Regions from separate parts of the Zea mays genome. Here region 2 is linked to region 1. The links are chromatin contacts, called in public Hi-C maps. All regions are on one chromosome and are shown on one strand. Each heading gives the region's core, a stretch centred on a gene start, on an enhancer-like site or on the middle of the called end of the contact. The rest is flanking DNA. Distances are from core to core; before and after follow the strand shown.

Region 1 (3,025 bases), core at 339-2,838:
TCCACAAAACACAACCTCTTTGCTAATCAGTTTGCATTTGTTGCCAACAATATTAATACACTACTTGATCATCATAAGTCATATTTATTCTAAAAGGTCATTTTTGCCATTGATTATATACATTCTAATTCCAACTTGGTAAACTTTGGAGGGATCATGTATATCATTCTTGCAGGAAGCCTCAGACGTGGTCCAAGGAGACAATACCTGCGAGAAGAGTGGCAGAATAGTAATACCCGCATGGCCTCCGACAACAGGAACATTCACCCCTGCAAAAGGGCACAGCAATAAGTCATGTCAAGGGAGATGAGAAGTTAATTCTGACCCATAATCTCAATGTCTACTGCCAACTAAAACATGATATTATTACCAGTAACTGGCACACCCGCTTTTCCAGCATAAAAAGTTTTAGCACGAACAACATCAAGAGTAGTCACACCAAACAGCTTCTTCTCATCATAAGTACCAGCCTTCTTGAAAACCTCCGCCGCAATCGGGACAGTGGAGTTGACAGGGTTGCTGATCATATTGACAAGAGCCTAAGAAGCATATAATCAACATGATCAGTGTGATGGAAGAAAATAAGCAAAAACAAAATGAAAACGTTCACTGGACATATATAAGGAACGAGAGCGTATATACGCTTAATATCATCTAACATCTCATATGCAAAGCACGTGGATGTTAACATATCTATATGAGCTCTAGAGCAAGTGAGTCCTCTTTACTTCAGGTGGCAATATCAAGGCATTGAGGCTGGCAAGGAGGACGGGGTAAATTCTGTATGTTTTGCGCAAACAGGGCCACTCCATTTCCTATCGGGTAGGTAGGTGTGCCACTTTACTAGTTTACTTCACCAGATCAGCACTGGACGTTAGATCTGCACAAGATCCAATCACCGGCCATTCCAATCGCCAAAAGTAGAATACCAAATCTAGCAACCAGACCTAGATGCCTAAGCTGCAGATCTACAAAGGCACGGGCGCGACGCTTACGTTGGGGCAGTGCTTGGCGATGGCAGTGCAGAGCCCCTTAACGATGCCGGCGTTGATGTTGAAGAGGTCGTCCCTAGTCATGCCGGGCTTCCTGGGCACCCCGGCTGGGATGATGACGACGTCGGAGCCCTCGAGCGCCTCCCCGAGCTGGTCGTCCCCCATGAACCCCTTCACCTGCAGGAGTCGAGCAGAAACCAGTGAGCTCGGATCCAGTCCAGTCCGTCCGAGCCAGGCCAGAGGATGAGAGGAGCGCGCCAAGCGGGGGGTACCAGGGCGGGGGAGTTGATGTGGGAGACGTCGGCCGCGACGCCGGGGGTCCCGGCGATATCATAGAGGGAGAGGGAGGAGACGAGCGGGTTGAGCTTCATGAGGAGGGAGAGCGGCTGCCCGATGCCGCCCGCAGCGCCCAGGATGGCCACCTTCCGCTCCGGGTTGGCCGAGGAGGCGTAGCCGCGGCTGCGGCGGAGGAGCTCGGCCGTGGACTTGAGCAGCGCCGGCCTCATCGCGACGGCGGGGTCGGGTCTCGCTGTGGATTGGTGGGTGAGCGGCGGCGGGCGGCGGCCTGGGCTGCTTTAATAGCGAGGGGTGGATGGGATCTGAGGGAAGTTGCTGGTGGCGCTGGCGGGTTGAGAGAGAAAAAAGGTGAGGGGCTGGCGTGTTGTCTCGACGTCTCCGCCCGTTCGACCGATCCACCGAGGTGATACTGTGTAAGTGCTCAGAGAAAATGACTCATGAAAATAAGTTTTAGGACATCTAAAAATATTAATAGAAGCAGATTTTTAATTTTTTTTCTTCAATAGATCCCTTAAAGTGATATATTATTTCTAGATAGTCCAAAAATACTATTTATAGCTACAAATAAGAGATTTTTAAGTGATATGAAAAAAATAGCACTTTAGGGGACGGTTGGAGAGACGTTTTTGTGTTTTTCTAAAAAAACTTATTTTATGGAAGACTTCTGAGGAGCTCTTAGAGATTCTCTTAGAGGATTAATTTGCACCAGTTTCAACGGTCGTTCTGTGTCATCTTTTTACAAAAAAAATACCTACATTTCTTACAAATCAACTCAACGTAAAATGTTAAAAAGCGATGCAGGAGTTGGGGTTGAACTCACACCTAATGAAAGAAGGGTGAGATACACTGGATGAAGTTGTTTATAACAAGTAGAACATCAGATGTTTAAAATATTAAATATAAATTGTACCGTGTAAGTTACTAGTATATCATTAAACTTTTTTTACTGATAACATTATCATTAAACTTCTTAGATTTAGAATACCCTATTTTATACTGTTTTTTACCGAATGACAACTAATTAACCCACATCTGTTCTGTGCTCTGCTGGGTGCTTGGTTGGCCGAGGTGGAAGGTGTCACTCGCCGACTCGCGCAAGTGCACAACGACTGTGTGTGAGCACGACGGAGCGGCGCGTAACGTCTCGCTCGCGCCGCCGCGGTTCAGCGGTCAAGTTCCCTTCGATTCTGTTGTGCTTCCCTTCTGCATGGAGATGGACTGTCAAACTCACAGCTGGGCTGAGCTGGTTTTTTGTGGGAAATCTACCGTGTCTAGTAGAAATAAATGTTTGTAACGTATGAAGTCGTTTTCTGGAAAAAAAATCACCACAGTTGCCTCACATGATAAGGCCTCTTTAGAACGTGTAATTTCATATGAAAATTCTAAAGAAAATAAACTGATTCCTGAGAAATTCGTACACGATTCCAATCAAGTCTAAAAGAAGACCTTGTGAGCAACGTACTGATTATTCTCTGGGAGCTACTAGCAATGTAAAATTTCATCGACTTCATCTTAAATCAAAATTTTCAGATAGACAACTTTCTTAGACTACTACGACCCAACTAGCTCAAATGTATATATCAATCTATACAGTCGAGAGCCATAACCAGACACCAAACACACGATGATACGAACTATACACTAAGCGCTAGTTTAGATACACTAAGCCCTAAACCTAAAAATACACCTGGAACGTGCACGAAAAAAAAAAGATAGAAGCATTTCTACATTGTACA
Region 2 (3,022 bases), core at 137-2,636, 330 kb after region 1:
AGGACAGATTTTGACTGGGCGTAATTGGAATAACTGACCTAGTTAACTGCTACTGCCTCTTTCCTGAATTATAAGGTGTTCTAGAGGCGCATAGAAAGAGCTAAAAGCCTAAACATCTTATAATTTAGAACTCATGGCACTATTTACCTCCGGTTTAAATTCAAATACTGTTTTATTATATTAGAAGAATATTTTGTTGCATAAACTGAATTGCTTGCCATGGTAGGCGCGCTTACCCGTTTGCCCGTTTGCAAATTGCACTTTTGGGATAGGTAGCTAATCATAAATTATTTGATCATTTTCCTTTTATTGTACCAATGATCCTTGGTCCCAACTCCAAACCATGAATGCATAATGACTTGAAAGACATAAGACTATTTTCAGCAATTTATCTATATGGTCACTCAGCATTGTTTTGCACTATAGATTGCATTGTTCGCAAAGTAAATTTTAAATATGTATAAATGGTAAGTTGCTGGAGATAGCCTAACCATAAAAAAAATATGCAATAACGGAAATTGTAAACATGTAGGCAAGTAGTTAAGACAGCGAAATTGGATAGGTCAACAGATGTTTAAATAATAATTACGTGTATTAAATATAATTTAATTATAAAACTAATTACATAGACCAAGACTATAAAACTAATTATATAAAACTAATTACATAGATTAAGACTAAAAAACTAGATATGAAGACAAAAAATTTAAATCTAATTAAATCTATATTTAATATTAATAATTGACATTCAAATATTTGATACGAACTAAACTTCACGGGAATCAAACGCCCCTAGCTTCTCATCGAACCACGGAAAATACAGAATCTTCTAATCACGAGGACTCTTCACCGTTGGTCCTTTTTGCAGAGCCAGTTAGACGCCTAGAAATAAAGAATCGATTGTTAATTCGAGGCACCAAACGAGCTGTAAATGTTCCAAAATAACATTGTCAAAGGTAATTTATAATTTTTCTACCTTTATACTTTTGTCTTATTTATAAGATTTGCATGTTGATTTACACATTGCTGCGCCGACGTTTAGCCTTAAGGTCCGTGCTCGTGCTCCCCCACCCCCGTCCCACTAGGACCAGACCTGGGTCCTGGGCAGTTCTTTGGAAGCGCCAAGCCCCCGCAACCGGCACGAACCGCCACTTCCCCACACGCCCCCTCGCCCTCGTGTCACCACCACACCACCCGCGCGCCACGGCCTCGGCCTCGCTGCCCTGCCCTGCCCCGCCCTCCACACCGCGACGCGCTCCCCGCGGCAATCGGGCGTCCCCAGGAGCACGCACGTCCTTCCGCGGCCCGCGCGGCCGCGCCCAATGCCCAGGGCGCGCGGTTTATGGGCGGCCGCGCCCGGTCCTTCCTCCGCTGGCTCCGTCACCGCTCCCGCCGCGTCTCCTCCTCTTCCTCCTGCTCCTTCCACCTGACCTCCACCACCGCTAACAATAACGACAGCACCGACACAAGCGAAGACCTCCGTGCCCGCTCGCTCCCGCACCAGCACCGCGCCGGGGAGGAGAGGGAGGTTGAAGCAGAGGAGGAGCGGGAGGTCGGAGAAGAGATCGCCGCCGAGGGCCCCGAGCCCGCGTCCGAGGTGTGCATTGTCTTGGGGGATCCGGAGCCGGGTGCAGGACCGCGCGCACCGCTGCGCACCGAGCCGCCACGCATGGATCCGAGCAAAAAGGTGGGTCAACTCAACATCGTCCCCGACTCCCCGTGATCGCGCTCTCGGATCGCTTTCGACTTCCTTTGCTGTTCCCCATCCGCTTCTGACGTCATGTTTGGGTCCGTCCGCTGATGGTGACGGCGGCTGCTCACTGTACCCCTCGTGACCCGCCACTAGATTTCTAATGCTGGCGGTTGCCGTTCCAGGGAGTGGACGAGTGGTGCTGGGCAGGGCGAACGGAATTTCATCGAATGGTCTTGATTTTGCGCATTTCCTGTTGGATCTGCGTGCGCAGTTGGGTTCAAGTTCAAGATGGTGCGCGCAATGTGGTGGCATCAGAATGATGCTTCGATAACGGGGTTATGTTGGTGTGCTCTGAATTGTCGTACCACTCAACTGTTTGCGCTTTACGGAAACAATCGTACGACCTCTAGTACTGCCTTTTGGAAGATCTAGGTGGCTTCCATTGCCTTTTTATTGTCTCTGTCATTTAAAACTGAATAAATTTACTTCAACAGTAGTTTGGAAAATTGCAGTGTCCTTGTTTACTTTTTCATGAGGCACTGTTGTTTTCCAGCTTATTGTTGACTTGGGAACAATCACCTTCAATGTTTACAGTCAACCTAATTGCTTTTGTGTTACCCTCTAATGCAAACTAAATCCAAGGACCCCCAGAATGCCCTCGTGTAGCTAGGTTCTTGTCTGATTTGTGCATGTTGTGTTGCCTATTTCTTTTGAAGAGGGTGTGTTGTCTATTAGAATGTTCACAGTTGTGTTGTCTATTTTGACAGGCATCCTAAGTTGAACTCTCTTCCTCCCTTTCAGGAATCTGAATTCTTCACCGAGTATGGTGAGGCAAGCCGGTATCAGGTCAGTGAAGTCATTGGCAAAGGGAGCTATGGTGTTGTGGCTGCTGCCGTCGACACCCAGACTGGTGAGCGTGTGGCTATCAAGAAGATCGTTGATGTCTTTGATCACGTCTCCGATGCAACTCGCATCCTTAGGGAGATCAAGTTGCTCCGGTTGCTGCGTCACCCAGACTTAGTTGAGATCAAACACATTATGCTTCCTCCTTCGAGGAGGGAATTTAGGGATATCTATGTGATCTTTGAGTTGATGGAGTCGGATCTCCATCAAGTAATAAAAGCAAACGATGATCTCACAGCAGAGCATCACCAGTTCTTCTTGTACCAGCTGCTCCGTGGGATGAAGTACATCCATGCAGGTTGTTAGACTCCACATTGAGTGGACTTGTTAATGGTTTGTTACGTTACTTCTTGTGAGCTTCAGTTTCTATGCTTGTTCTTGGTTTTGCAGCAAGCGTCTTCCATCGGGATCTTAAGCCCAAGAATA

The links. A called contact is a pair of places that touch in the nucleus more often than the background predicts.
Region 2: a contact with region 1 is called in a Hi-C map of tassel, with 2.1 times the contacts expected there. The contact joins the promoter of LOC100191498 here to the promoter of LOC100274264 in region 1. A contact is called at or near these places in 4 of 25 Hi-C or Micro-C datasets (bundle sheath, ear, leaf and 1 more).

The regions. Positions count from the first base shown.
Region 1 is chr6:177,103,260-177,106,284 of Zm-B73-REFERENCE-NAM-5.0, forward strand. LOC100274264 (malate dehydrogenase 2) reads right to left here and starts at 1,589. Exons shown (of 7, transcript NM_001148628.2): 1 at 1,265-1,589; 2 at 996-1,169; 3 at 371-539; 4 at 208-269. The coding sequence starts at 1,498. It overlaps LOC100193260 (GTP-binding nuclear protein Ran-A1), which reads right to left. Exons shown (of 8, transcript NM_001138409.1): 8 at 3,023-3,025.
Region 2 is chr6:177,431,912-177,434,933 of Zm-B73-REFERENCE-NAM-5.0, forward strand. It overlaps LOC100191498, which reads left to right and starts at 1,387. Exons shown (of 11, transcript NM_001136930.1): 1 at 1,387-1,687; 2 at 2,495-2,894; 3 at 2,987-3,022. The coding sequence starts at 1,670. LOC109940241 (a long non-coding RNA gene) reads left to right here. Exons shown (of 2, transcript XR_004850418.1): 2 at 1-178.